2 separate regions of the Mus musculus genome follow, and region 1 is linked to region 2. The links are chromatin contacts, called in public capture Hi-C maps. All regions are on one chromosome and are shown on one strand. The core of a region is the stretch at or near the end of the contact, and the rest is flanking DNA. Distances in the headings are between cores, read along the strand shown. Region 1 holds the start of 2810030D12Rik (RIKEN cDNA 2810030D12 gene). Region 2 holds the start of F7 (coagulation factor VII).

Evidence for each region. Capture Hi-C pulls out chosen DNA fragments and counts their contacts.
Region 1: a contact with region 2 is called in a capture Hi-C map of macrophages, with 3 times the contacts expected there. The contact joins the promoter of 2810030D12Rik here to the promoter of F7 in region 2. A contact is called at or near these places in 7 of 39 promoter capture datasets (the 3T3-L1 cell line, cranial neural crest, embryonic stem cells and 4 more), 2 of 484 Hi-C or Micro-C datasets (liver and uterus), 2 of 115 datasets of contacts at active chromatin or transcription factors (bone marrow-derived dendritic cells and embryonic stem cells) and 4 of 9 other capture datasets (adipose tissue, liver, macrophages and 1 more).

Annotation. Positions count from the first base shown.
Region 1 is chr8:13,199,008-13,205,191 of GRCm38.p6, reverse strand. It overlaps 2810030D12Rik (RIKEN cDNA 2810030D12 gene), which reads right to left and starts at 4,410. Exons shown (of 2, transcript NR_166508.1): 1 at 3,899-4,410; 2 at 3,402-3,504. Grtp1 (GH regulated TBC protein 1) reads left to right here and starts at 4,568. Exons shown (of 8, transcript NM_025768.2): 1 at 4,568-4,711; 2 at 4,992-5,143. The coding sequence starts at 4,665.
Region 2 is chr8:13,022,668-13,028,868 of GRCm38.p6, reverse strand. F7 (coagulation factor VII) reads right to left here and starts at 2,835. Exons shown (of 8, transcript NM_010172.4): 1 at 2,738-2,835; 2 at 65-225. The coding sequence starts at 2,810. It also overlaps the pseudogene Gm15352.

The sequences.
Region 1 (6,184 bases), core at 3,161-5,660, 170 kb before region 2:
TCTCTTGTGAGATTGCTCAAGAGCCTGCCAAAGGCACAGAAGCTGAGGACTGAGAGTGGTTGGCAGTAAGTGGTAAACTTATACCTGAGAAAAGAGCAGTGTGTGAGAGCCCTGACCATCCTGGCTGTAAGGTCACAGGTCACGGGAGGGACAGAAAGCTTTTCTGTCAGAATCAGAAAAGCGGGTGTGGCACTGGATGAAGGGTTGTCGAGAGAACTTGCTGCCCAGAGGGGCCCTGCTCAGAGTAGGGTAAAGGCGAGGGACAGAGCCACGTGGATCAGCAAAGACACCTGCGTAAGCTTTTTGAAGCAGAGGGCAGGGCTGGAGGGCCTACGTCTGGCTTGTCACATGAGCTATGGTCAGTTGCATCCAAAGTACTAGGCAAGGAGCTGTTTCTTTCAGCACAAATCAGGGATGTTCATTATCCATCTGCTTTCAAGCTAACGGGGGATAGATGAAGTCCAACGAATCATTCTTTTAATAAAAATAATTAGCTGAGGAGGGAAGAAGGAATCATGTCTCCACCCATAGCTGAGGAGCCAGCTGCTGGCTTCAGGAAGAGGGAGAGTCAGTTCCTTTATGGGCGTGGCCCTTAGGTTAGTCACACTCCACTCATGGCCACACCCACGAGTTTATGGGTAGAGCAAAATAGACTGAGGAGGACACAAGGAAAAGGGAGTGGCCAGGAGTGGTGGACTAGCAGAAGAGAGTGCTTGCTGCTATTGCAAAGGACCTGGGTTCAGTCTCCACGACCACATGGTGGCTCATGACTGCCTGTAGTCATTTCAGTTCTAGGAGATCCAGAAGTCTTCTGGCTTGCAGGGGCACCTGCGCACATGGTAACCTGTGGCCCATCAGGGTGTCGCACACTTTGCTTTGTAATTTCTGTGAGGAAACTGTAGACAACCCAGCCCCACTTAACTGGTCTGAGAGTTCTGAAAAGAATGGTGTATGACAGACAGACTGGATCAACAGCTTCAAGCAGCCCTGGGCGTCCTCTCTACCCCCAACTCCCATATGACAGGCAGAGTGTGTGGTGGTTCAAATGCTAACCACCACCACCCCCCCCCCCTCCCCGGCTCATGCTTGGTCCCCAGTTGGTGGAACTGTTTGGAAAGGATTAGGAGGTGTGGCCTTGTTGGAGGAGGAGGTGTGTTACTACTGGTGGGTTCTTGAGGTTTCAGAAGCCCAGGCCATTTCTCCTCCTCCTCCTCCTCCTCCTCCTCCTCCTCCTCCTCCTCCTCCTCCTCCTCCTCCTCCTCCTCTTCTTCTTCTTCTTCTTCTTCTTCTTCTTCTCCTTCTTCTTTTAAGATTTATTTATATTATGCACATGAGTACACTGTTGCTGGGATCACACACACCAGAAGAGGGCATCAGATCCCATTACAGATGGTTGTGAGCCACCATGTGGTTGCTGGGAATTGAACCCCTAGAAGAGCAGCCAGTGCTCTTCACCACTAAGCCATTTCTCCAGCCCAAGCCCAGGCCATTTCTGGCTAGCTCTCTGCCTCCCACTTGTGGGTGAGATGTGAACTCTCGGCTACTGCTCCAGTGCCATGCCTGCCAGCTTTCAGACATGCTCCCCACCATGATGGTATAGACTCTAGTCCTCTGAACTTATAAGCACCAATAAACTCTTTCTTCTATAAGTTACCTTGGTCATGGTGTCTCTTCACAGCAATAGAAAAGCAGTTAAGATGGGGACTGGAAGGGGATGGGAACCAGGGAGCTGATGCAGTCTGGCTGGTCACCTAGGTAGTTGGTACTGCAGACATGTCAGTGGGTTCAGCTGTTGCCATCTTTATTCATCCACAGCAATGCCTCATCCACTCTTCTTGGGTCTGTCTCCATTTGCTTTACTCTGAGGGAACAGCCTCAGAAATGCTTAACTCCTGAAGTAAAGCTAGATTTCTCTCAGACCCTGGGTCCTTGTGCTGAGTTTGCACTGCCCCGTGCTGTCTACCCCAGGCTTTAGAGTGGCTTCTTCAGAAGGTAGCTTAGGACTGGGAAGGGTATGGAGGACCACTGTGGGCCACTGTGGGTCAGGCTATGTTAAGATACATGGTGGAGGTGGGTATGCAGTGAGAGAGGCTACTTATTTAGAGGCACTCAGCCTTTAGGTTTCCTAGCCCCATAGGGGAGCTTGGTGAGATAAGAGGACCAACCTCTGCTGGAGCCTTCTATCTTCCCTCCCCACTCTTCCTCCAGGGCAGCTGTTCTTATCGAACTAACTTCGGCTAGTGCCAGCATCCCACCCTGTGGTCATGTTTGACCGTGAAACTCTCACAGTGGAGAGCATGCCTTCATTCTCAAGTTTAAGTGTAGGAGGCCCATAGATGTTTCCCAGCCTGCATGAGAGCCACAGGCCAGGACCACTCCAGGGATCCATGTGGGACTCCCAGGCTCCATCAGCAGAAGGGCAAGAGTCACAGAGAGAGGGGTATTAGAGATGTCATTTGGAGGCTAGGGTGCCGGACTGAGAGGTGGGAGCTGGACATGGAAAAGGGACAAGGAGGGGGCTATCATATTTGACCTTGCAAATGTCTCTTTTATTTGTTTTGGTTGCAACAGCCAGTCACAGGGAAGTCACAGGGAAGAAAGACTTAGGCTTGGGAGGCAGAAGAAGGAGGATCTCTGTGGTTTCAAGGCCAGCCTGGTCTACATAGTGAGCTCCAGGATAGAGAAGTACAGACAGAGACCAGGTCTCAAAAAGCCAACCAACCAACTAACCAACTAACCAACTAAATCAACAAGAAGGAGGAGGAGCGGGAAGAAGAGGTAGAAGAGGAGGAGGAGGAGGAGGAGGAGGAGGAGGAGGAAATATGGAGGAGGAAATGTTCCAGCTCTGTGTGGTCAGACCAAGGGGAAAGTTGTGTATGAAGAGAATGTAGTCCAGTCTGTGGTCTGAGTCACCACTGGGGAAAGGTCAAGGTCAGAGCACTGGCAAGGACACTTGGTGTTAAAACACTGTTCACTGCTGGGCTGAGCTGATCTCTGCACGTTTTTCCCCAGAGGCAGCAAGCACTCTGGGCGACTGTGGGAGCTAGAATTTGGGGTTCTGCTCATGCCAGCACTAAGTTTCATCCAATGTCAACAGAGAAGCTCAAATCTGCAGCTCTAACTGGATTTTCAGGTTCATTTCTTGCTGTATTCTAAAAGAAAGATGGGGCTAGATATGGTGGCATGTGCCTTTATTCCCATTGCTCAGGATGTGTGTGTGTGTGTTAGGCAGGCACAGGTAGATCTCTCTGAGTTCAATACCAGCCTGGTGTTCATAGTGAGTTCCAGACCAACCAGAGCTACACAGTGAGACACTGCCCCCCCCCAATAAAAGAAAGTAAAAAGAATAAAATAAATAAATAAATACAAAATAAAAGAAAGAAAGATGGAGGCACCAAGGCTTTGGTAGAGAATCCTTGTTCAGCAGAGTTTGGTCAAAGCAAGGAGGAGGGAAAGCAATACAAACCTCAGGTTTTCTCATCTGTCTTACAGTAGTCTCAAAACCTAGAGAAAATGAAGTAAAGGGCAGAGCTGCGTATGTAGCCTTGAGAGAGAGACAGAGAGAGGGAGAGAGAGAGAGAGAACCGGTCCCACCGGGTGCTGCCTGTATTCTTGGCGCTGAGGTCAGGATCATTTACAGTGGGGTATCCAAGTGTCCCAGTGGACCAGGCTAAATTCTAATCCCACCCCCACCCCACCCCCGCCGCTTCCTGCTAGGTACTTTGAAGTTTCTAACTAGTTCAAGTGAGTTCCCAAAGTCCAGCTGAGGGTCATTCCAACTACAGTCAGCTGAAGGTGGGTAGCACCTTCTAAACACCACAGAAAAGTGCTTCTGCAACGTCCGATCCGTCCCACCGCTGACCACAGGGCCCGAAGGCGCCAAAGCCCTATGCTTTACCTCGGCACGGTGAGCATTCATAATCCAAACATTCCTCCACAGGTTTCCGAGGGCACCTCGCTAAGAAAGGCAGTCAACTGGTTTCCAAGCCCAGAGTCTGAAATCTCAAGAAACGGACGGCGACAGGGACCACGAAAGAAGCTCGGCACCGCGGCACTGTGACCCTGCAGTAGCGCACACAGCTGGGGCTTCCCTAGGCGAGGAGAGATGGTAAGGCGGCAACTCTTTCCAAGGCTAGACCTCGGGTTCCAAGGTTTGGAGAAGCGAGTACCCTTTGATGGTGGCCCTCAAAAACACCGTATGTTCTCAGCCTCGACAAGCAAGGAAGCAAAGTGGAAAAACAAACAAACAAAAAAACCCTCCTTTTTCAGCATCGGAGCTGGAAGTCCGAAGTCCAAAGTCCAGTCTGCCAGGCACTGAGGCTTGAAGGATATTTAAAATCCTGCAAAGTGGATCCAGGTCTTCTAACCTCGGCATAGGTTTCCATCTCCATGGATTTTCAAATCCCTAGTGCCAGGCTGCAGCAGGTGCACTCGGTTCGGGTCCCTAGGCGCTCCCATCTCCGACACCGCCCCCACCCCAGCCCCGCTCCGTCCACTCTACCCCGCCCCGCCCCCACTGACTCCGCCCCTCGTCCCCACCCCGCCCCCGTCTCGGCCACGCCCCCGCCGGAAGCACTCGCGCGCCCCGGGGCCAGCGGCGCACCGGGGTCCAGCGCTCGGGGCTGCAGAGGTTGTGAGTCCCGCGGTCCCTGGCCCTTCTCCGCATGGATCCCGCAGAGCGCGCGCAGGCGGCGCGAGCTCGGGTGCCCAGGTGGGTGCGGAGGCCGCGCGCGCGGGGTGCTGGGCGCCCTCTCCGGACTGGGTCTGAGCCAGTCGATGCTGCGCGGGGGACGCGCTCTGGTCCACGGAGAGCGAGGGGCATGAGGGGGTGGAGGGGATGGAGGAGGGGAGGAAGAGAGGAAGGGAAGGTGAACTGAGGATGGACGGAGGGGCGGACCGAGGGGTGTCGGGTGTCGGAGCTCTTGGACCCCAGCCGCATCCCCGCAGGCGCGGAAACTTGGTTCGGGGAAACAGGTTCTTTTTGTTTGTAGGATCGATCCGTATGGGTTTGAAAGGCCCGAAGACTTTGACTATGCGGCTTATGAAGAATTCTTTTCCACGTACCTGGTGATACTCACCAAGAGGGCGATCAAATGGTCCAAACTTCTAAAAGGAAACGGTGGTGTCCGGAAAAGCGTGACAGGTGAGAGGCCTGATGCTGGCTGGCATAGCGGCCATTCAAACAAACAGGACTTTCTCCCAAGGGCCAGAACCCCTGTGGCGAGACCCCCAGCGAGACCTCTGGACTGCAGGACCTCCCAGCAGTAGCTGTTACCCTGCAGTAGTTACAGTCCCTATGGCATGACTCCCCAACAGTAGAACCCTGTGAAACCTGTGAGCATGACTCCCCCGCCCCGCAGTAGAGGGATCCCTCTTTAAATGGGACTCCTCAGCAGCAGGATCCCCACCAGCCGGAACTCCCAAAGCCAGACCTACGAACACCATCACTACCCTGCACACGAGCATACACTGCATTTCCATAGGAACTGGACCCCTCTATAGTTGAACCCCACCACCCCCAAGCGCGACTTCTGGGACATCATGAGACCCCCTAGGAGGGTGTGTTTGTGCCACACAGCAGATGGGAGAGCTCCTTACCTGGTTGAATTTTCTCCATGGTCACCACGCCCTCTTAACTGTAGATGGGCAAAGTCCATATTTCCTGGGAAGCCTCGAGAAGGCCTTGTGTTCTGAGGGGGGTTAGAACAGCGCCTATCTCTCAGAGATGGGTAGGGGTGGGGTACCTAGGGCTGGGCTCCTGGAAGTCCAGTTCCAAGACAAACTTTCCTCTTTCTCTGAACAGGAACTACCATGCCTCTCCAAGCGTTTTTTTTTTTTTTTTTTTTCCTTCCCCTATACCATTCTTGATAGTCATTTTTCTTCTCTGTAGAACCAAAGGCCCCTCCCTGCTTGCAGGGCTTTTTGTTTATTTTGCTGTGGAATCCTCATCGCTTCATTGAGATAATAGGGACTTCATATTTGTTAAAGGAGTGCCTGAAGGTGTTTGCCAGGTGGCCAGGTAGACAGACCTACAGTGTGACCTTGGGGGGATTGGCTGCTCAAAATTCATGATGACCCAAGCATAGGGGTAGGGGCAAGTGTAAAGGCAGAGGGGATGCGGTCGTCTCTGAGCACTAACTTGTTCTCTGTCTCTGTGAGCTAACGTGTTCCCTGTCTCTGTGAG
Region 2 (6,201 bases), core at 1,586-4,085:
CCCAGCTCACTTCCTTCCAGTCTCAGTGTGTTACACAAGAGCAGGCACGAGATGGGGCACTCACGGTCCTCTCAGGGCTCTTGAAGATCTCCCGGGCCTCCTCAAAGGAGCACTGTTCCTCATTGCACTCTCTCTCCAGAGAGCCGGGCCAAAGCTCCTCCAGGAGTGAGTTGGCACGCCTTTGCCTGTGTAGGACACCATGTGCTTCCTCCTGGGTTATGAAAACTGAGAAACAGAAGGTCTCATGTGCTCCTGGCAGCTTCCCTCAAGCTGCTCAGAAGCCACCCACTCTTGGTCCCATCAGGAATGGAAACAGCCACACTGGATCATTCCAGTGAGTGAAGGAAACCACACTGGGTCAGCCCATGAAAACCACCCACACCAGATCTCTCAGTGGCAGAAACACCCATCTCCCGCAGTGATGGGAACAACTGATCCACATTAATCTTTTTCCATTCCACTCTTTGGTGGGGACCAAAGAGTTCCTGTTCACCTCAAGGAACGGAAGGTGCATAGGTTGTTTCCGTCAATGGCTTACCATCTTCTGTGGGCTGAAGGTCACAGGGAATGACACAGACCAGGCACAGCTGAATTTAAAATTGGATGTGTTGTGCTGGAGAGATGGCTCAGCGGTTAAGAGCACTGATTGCTCTTCCAGAGGTCCTGAGTTCAATTCCCAGCAACCACATTGTGGTTCACAACCATCTGTAATGGGATCTGATGCCCTCTTCAGGTGTGTCTGAAGACAGCTACGGTGTACTCATATACATTAAATAAATATATCTTTAAGAAAAATGGGTGTGTCTTTCATTGATGGTGACAGAGAACATGGCACAGTATTATGTAGAAGTATATGGTGACATATTTATTAGATGAGATGAAAGTTTACCATATCCATGTGATTTGGCATTTCTCCTATATCTCTCTTAGGAATTTATAATGAGAAGATGCTTGGAGAGCTTACAAAAGGTCACGAAATGACACATCGGTAGTAACGAGATTGCCAAATGGTGTGGTCTCCTGTGAGGCCAGTGAACACGAGGTTTACATGTGACACCAAGCCACAAAGAGACAGTTAATCACACATTGTGCAACCCCTTTCTTGGGTACTCATAAAATGTGTGCACAAACATATATTTAAATCTCCCTCTCTTCTCCCATCTGTGTCCTCTATCCTGTGTCCAGGGAGTCAATCGAAGAATCTCAAGTCATAGCCCTGGGGCTTCAGATCTTACCATAACATAGCATTAGCCCTGGGTACCATGGCCACAGCTGCCTCACCTGGGGTTCTGAGTCCTGTGATTTTCTACATTGGAAGTGTTTCAGATGCAGCCTCTACCACACGACCTTGAATGTCAGTGACCTCGACAGAAACTAGAAGACAGTGTTCCACACTTGGCTTTGGAAAAGCAAAGATTTGGGTCTGAATCCCAGGAGTGGGTGTGGAGATGGGGTGCAGATGTTTAAATCACCTAAAGGTAGTCAGGGGTGGAAACCAAGGATGGTGTTGAGGCCCTCAAAGTCCTCATATGACAACTGTGTCACATAAACTGTGTGCCTGGGATATCTGTGGACGGGAAGACGTGTAACTGAGATGGGAAGAAGAGCCTTGAAGGAAGGCAGTTATGGAAGACCCAATAGCATCCAATGTATTCAGGAGGAGGGCTAACAGAGACAGGCTTTCCCTATGCAGAGGAGGCTCAGAGGGCCTTACTGGGAGGAGCTGGGTCTAGGTGGGGTTGAAAGGTGGCTCTGCTTACCAGGAGGACGTTGGTACACCCCAGAGGAGGGTCCCTTGGAAGGACAAGAGTGGAAGTCAGATAAACCATTTTGGGAAGGGACAGAGAGAGGGAAGAGGAAGGGCCGAGGAACACTCTCTGGTGTTCCTAGAGAGGATGGAGACACTGTCCAACTGGACCAATCAATGTCCTTCACCAGGCAGAGAAGGATCCATATGCCACCAGCCACTGGGACACATACACTTCTACAGCAAGTGATTGTGTAAGGGGTGGGCCCTTAGGAGAAGGTAAATTTACTTCAGCCAATCTCCTGGAGATCCAAAGCAAACCTGACCCCAAGGTCTTCCATACCACTGCAGAGAACTTGGGAAAGCCATTGCTCCTGTTGTCACTCAGTTCCACAGGAGAATCCACTGCAATCCCTATGTGCCATGGGCTTCCAAGGGGGACAGTACTGGCTCGACCACCCATGTCACTATGCATGGGAATGTTCCTGGCAGCATCTCTTTCTGTAAGACTGCAACTTGTGATTCATAACTACGAGCTTTCTCCCCCAAGGCCTTAGAGGCACACATGTATGTATGTGGTGGGGGACTTGGTGGGAGGGGCTGTGGATGTGGATGTAGAGCCAAGGCAGTGAGCGAGCCCTCTAGTGCAGTTGCCCTGTGGCTGTTCTGACACATCTGACCCCTTGCCACAGAGCTCTGTACTGAGTGACCCCCAGGCTCTAATTTCACAGGCAAGTGTCTGTGTCCATAGAGGGCAGGAAAGCACCCTACTTCTAAAACGTCTCTGGAGGACGACAGCCAAAGATCCCACCCCTGTGAAGAGCTGCCTATTTCCGGGTGGCAAGCATCCAGATGCTATCTGCTTTTGTCAGGGACACACATCAAGTGTGCTGCTCATGAGGGGGTTCCTGTTGATGTCCCAGCTGCCTCTGCAAAGAGCAGCAACTCCATGCACAGAGAAACCCTCCCCGGACAGACAGACATATATACCTGCAGTCCCTAGAGGTCCCTGGAGCTGGAGCAGAAAGCAGAGAAGCAGCAGCCCATGCGCCTGTGGAACCATGATGAGACTGTGGCTTCTGGCTGGTGACTGTCCAGATGCTGCCGGGAGGGCAAAGGTCAGGGGGGAGGGGAGAGGGGTGGAGAAAGCTGGAGCATTGGCTGGAAGCATGGAGGCCGGTTGGAGGCTGCCACTTATGTCTCTGGCACTTGTACATCCAGGGAAAGAGGAAAGCTAAGGCAGGCAATGTGGGCTCAGACCGGAGGTGTGAACAGAGCTCACCCACCGATGGATGTCCATATTCACAGTGATGACATTGTTAAAGCACAGGGTATGGGCTTATGACCTGGAAAAGACCTGTAGGGCAGACCTGGGCTGTGCAGCCGTCAATGGCTCTCAAGGGCTGCCCTGCCCCTCCTCTTCCCACACTGTGGAAACAGCTATCGGCAGGTGGCCCATGACTTGTCCCTTTGTGTCCTCTGGCCCAGGCTCCAGGTGGAGTTGTGGACACTGGGTTGCCTGAGATCAACAAGGTTTCTCAGCACGTGAAACTTTCTGTGTAAAAACTGGATCTAGCCCAAGGACACTCGGTTTATGGTCATGCAGCCTCCTAGACTACACTGTGGGCTTCAGTTGGACCCTCTGAGGAAAATGTTCTTTTCAGGGAGGGGGCAGTACAAGGCTGGACCACTCTTTTGGGAGTCAGACCTCATTTGTGGGACACTACAGTACCTCTCCCTCTCTAGTCAGGGACTTTAATCTTTGCCAGCATGGTGTACCCCAGGGGCACCTTTGACTCCTGGGGTCCCTTCACACTTGGGACCCCAGTTGCTTCTTCTGGGATAGAGGTCAAATTTCACCCAGTAAAATCCAATGCTCTCGTGACAGGGTAACTCCAGGGACATGAGAGGAGATGGCAGCCATTCATCCCAGCTCTCTTATGTGAGGCTGGACCTGGTCTCAGGATTCTCTTCCCTATTGAGTTCCAGGAACTGTGTATTTAGCTTTCTGGAGCAGCAGAACAATTGGAGTTGCTTCAGAGGACAGATGCTGAGCCCGCCTGGTGCTTGGGCTCTGGCTAAAGTTCTTCAGCAGATGGCGACCTCCCTGTGGCACGTGCCTTGGCTGGCTCCTGCGTCTCAGGCGTCAAGGATCCCATTTGGACCTGCAGGGGCCTTGTTTGCTTGGTCTTCTTTTCACACCTGTACCATGGGTACCATTAGCACTGTACATACATAGTGCAGACACATGGAGGGATAGCATGGGGTCACTGTCTGTCCGTCTTTTGGACTCCTCCCCACTTACCTTCTCAGGAAAGATAAACAGGCTTCTTCTGGGATCCGGGAGTCCTTCTTATGTGGATATTCCTTGTATGTGCTCAGGGACCATTTGCCCCTTCTCTGGGATAGGAAGCACTAAGCCTCATCCCCAGCCAGCTCCCCAAGGGCTCCCCCACAGTCTGCAGAACAGGACTGGAACCCTCAGCATGCTGCTACATGTCAGCCTCACCCTTGTACATGTGACACACATGAGAGACCCGTAAGTGACAGTGGGCTCAGAATTACCTGGGGACACACACATACATTATGCTCACACTTCCTTATGGACTTGTACACATGCACACTGTCTTTGCACAGTTGCATACCATTCTTACACCTATGCACACACTCCACACACAGCCTATGCACACCCTTGTATACATGCACGCTACACCTTCACACTCACATCATCCATGACACCTACACAGATGCAGGCTCCCTCACTCCATGGGGAAGCAGAATCTTTGGAGCAGTCCTAATCACAGAGTTTGATGATGCCTGTGGGTTCTGACACCCTGCAAGGTTGGGGACCAGTGGCAATGCCACCAGTAACTTGAAGTTTAAGAACTAGAGAGCTGATCTGAATCAGAAAGGTCAGTATCACTTTTATTTCCTCTGGATCTGTCTTGCTCTGGATCTGTGTCTTGCTCTGGATTTGTGTCTTGCTCTGGATCTGTGTCTTGCTCTGGATCTGTATCTTGCTCTGGATCCCTGTCTTGCTCTGGGTCTGTGTCTTCTCTGGGTCTGTTTTGCTCTGTGTATTAGCCTCGAGGACTCTACTGTTAACAATGTGTGAATGCTCCTGAATTTCCTGGTTAGGAGCAGGTACTTTCAATCCACCAGATTCATTTCTTGCTCCTTTGTGCTAGTCCCTATTCTAGTGAGTGATCTCAATAGTGAGGTGTCCTCATGTTTGTCCTGTATGCTAGGAAGGCTCTTGCTCACCTCTCTTTGATTTCTGCTTGGATGAGGATACTTAAAATTTTTGCTTTGAAGATTGATACACATGCTTTATCTGGTTGAAAACTGTTTTTAAACTCCTGGTGCAATAACCATGATAAATTAATGATCAATTAAAATTTTGTACATCTATGAGACTGCTGACTTATCTGGTTCAGTTTGACATGGTAAGTTACAGCAGTACTTTTTTGATATTGCACCATACCTGCATTACATGGACAAATTTACTTGTTTAGAATTTGTGGGGTTTTTTTCCCAACATAGGTCATTGTTCTTGCTTGCCCACCATAAATATATGATTGCTGAAGATACACCACACTTTATCTGTAGCATATAGAGAATCAAATTGGCACTGACCTTGAAACTTCCTCCCTTATGCTTTGTTTTCATAGTTCTGAAAGTATCCATTGGAGGAAAGAGTCATCAGCTGTCCCATTCACCAGAGAACCCTGCATGCTAGAACAGTGACTACATAGGTAGTAACCGAACCTATGAATCAAACAGTGGTATGACTGTTACAGGGCTAACAAACTAGGGCTGTTAGAGGGGTAACCAATTACAATTGTTAGAGGGGTAACCAACTATGACGGTTACAGGGGAAGCCAATTACAACTGTCACAGGGGAAACCAACTATGACTGTTAGAGGGGTAACCAACTATGACTGTTACACTGGTAACCAATTACAACTGTTAGAGGGGTAACCAACTCTTTTCTGATTTGGATATGAGGCTGGCTCCATAGGAGGGAATCGCCTGGTGCTGTAAACCTGGCCAAAACCCAAAAGAAACCAAACCAAACCAAACCAAACCAAACCAAACCAAACCAAACCAAACCAAACCAAACCAAAACCAAACCAAACCAAACCAAACCAAACGCCATGGTCTGGGAGGTTACTGGCCCTATAGGGCGAGTGTGTGTGTTCTACCACTGTTGTTTGACATGTTCTAACACTCTTTGCTAAATAGTTTCTTAGGGTTTTTTTTTTTTTGACTTTTTAAATCAGATTTATTCAGTGGTGGCTGGATTTGGGGGTGGGTTCCAATCCATCATTGCCTGATACATGTCAATTACTAATAAAGGTCAAATACAATGCCAGATCTAAAGCCACAGAAGGAGGGTGTAAAATGTTCACTTTCAAAGAGAATAGTCAAAGTTCCACAACGTGGAACTTTAC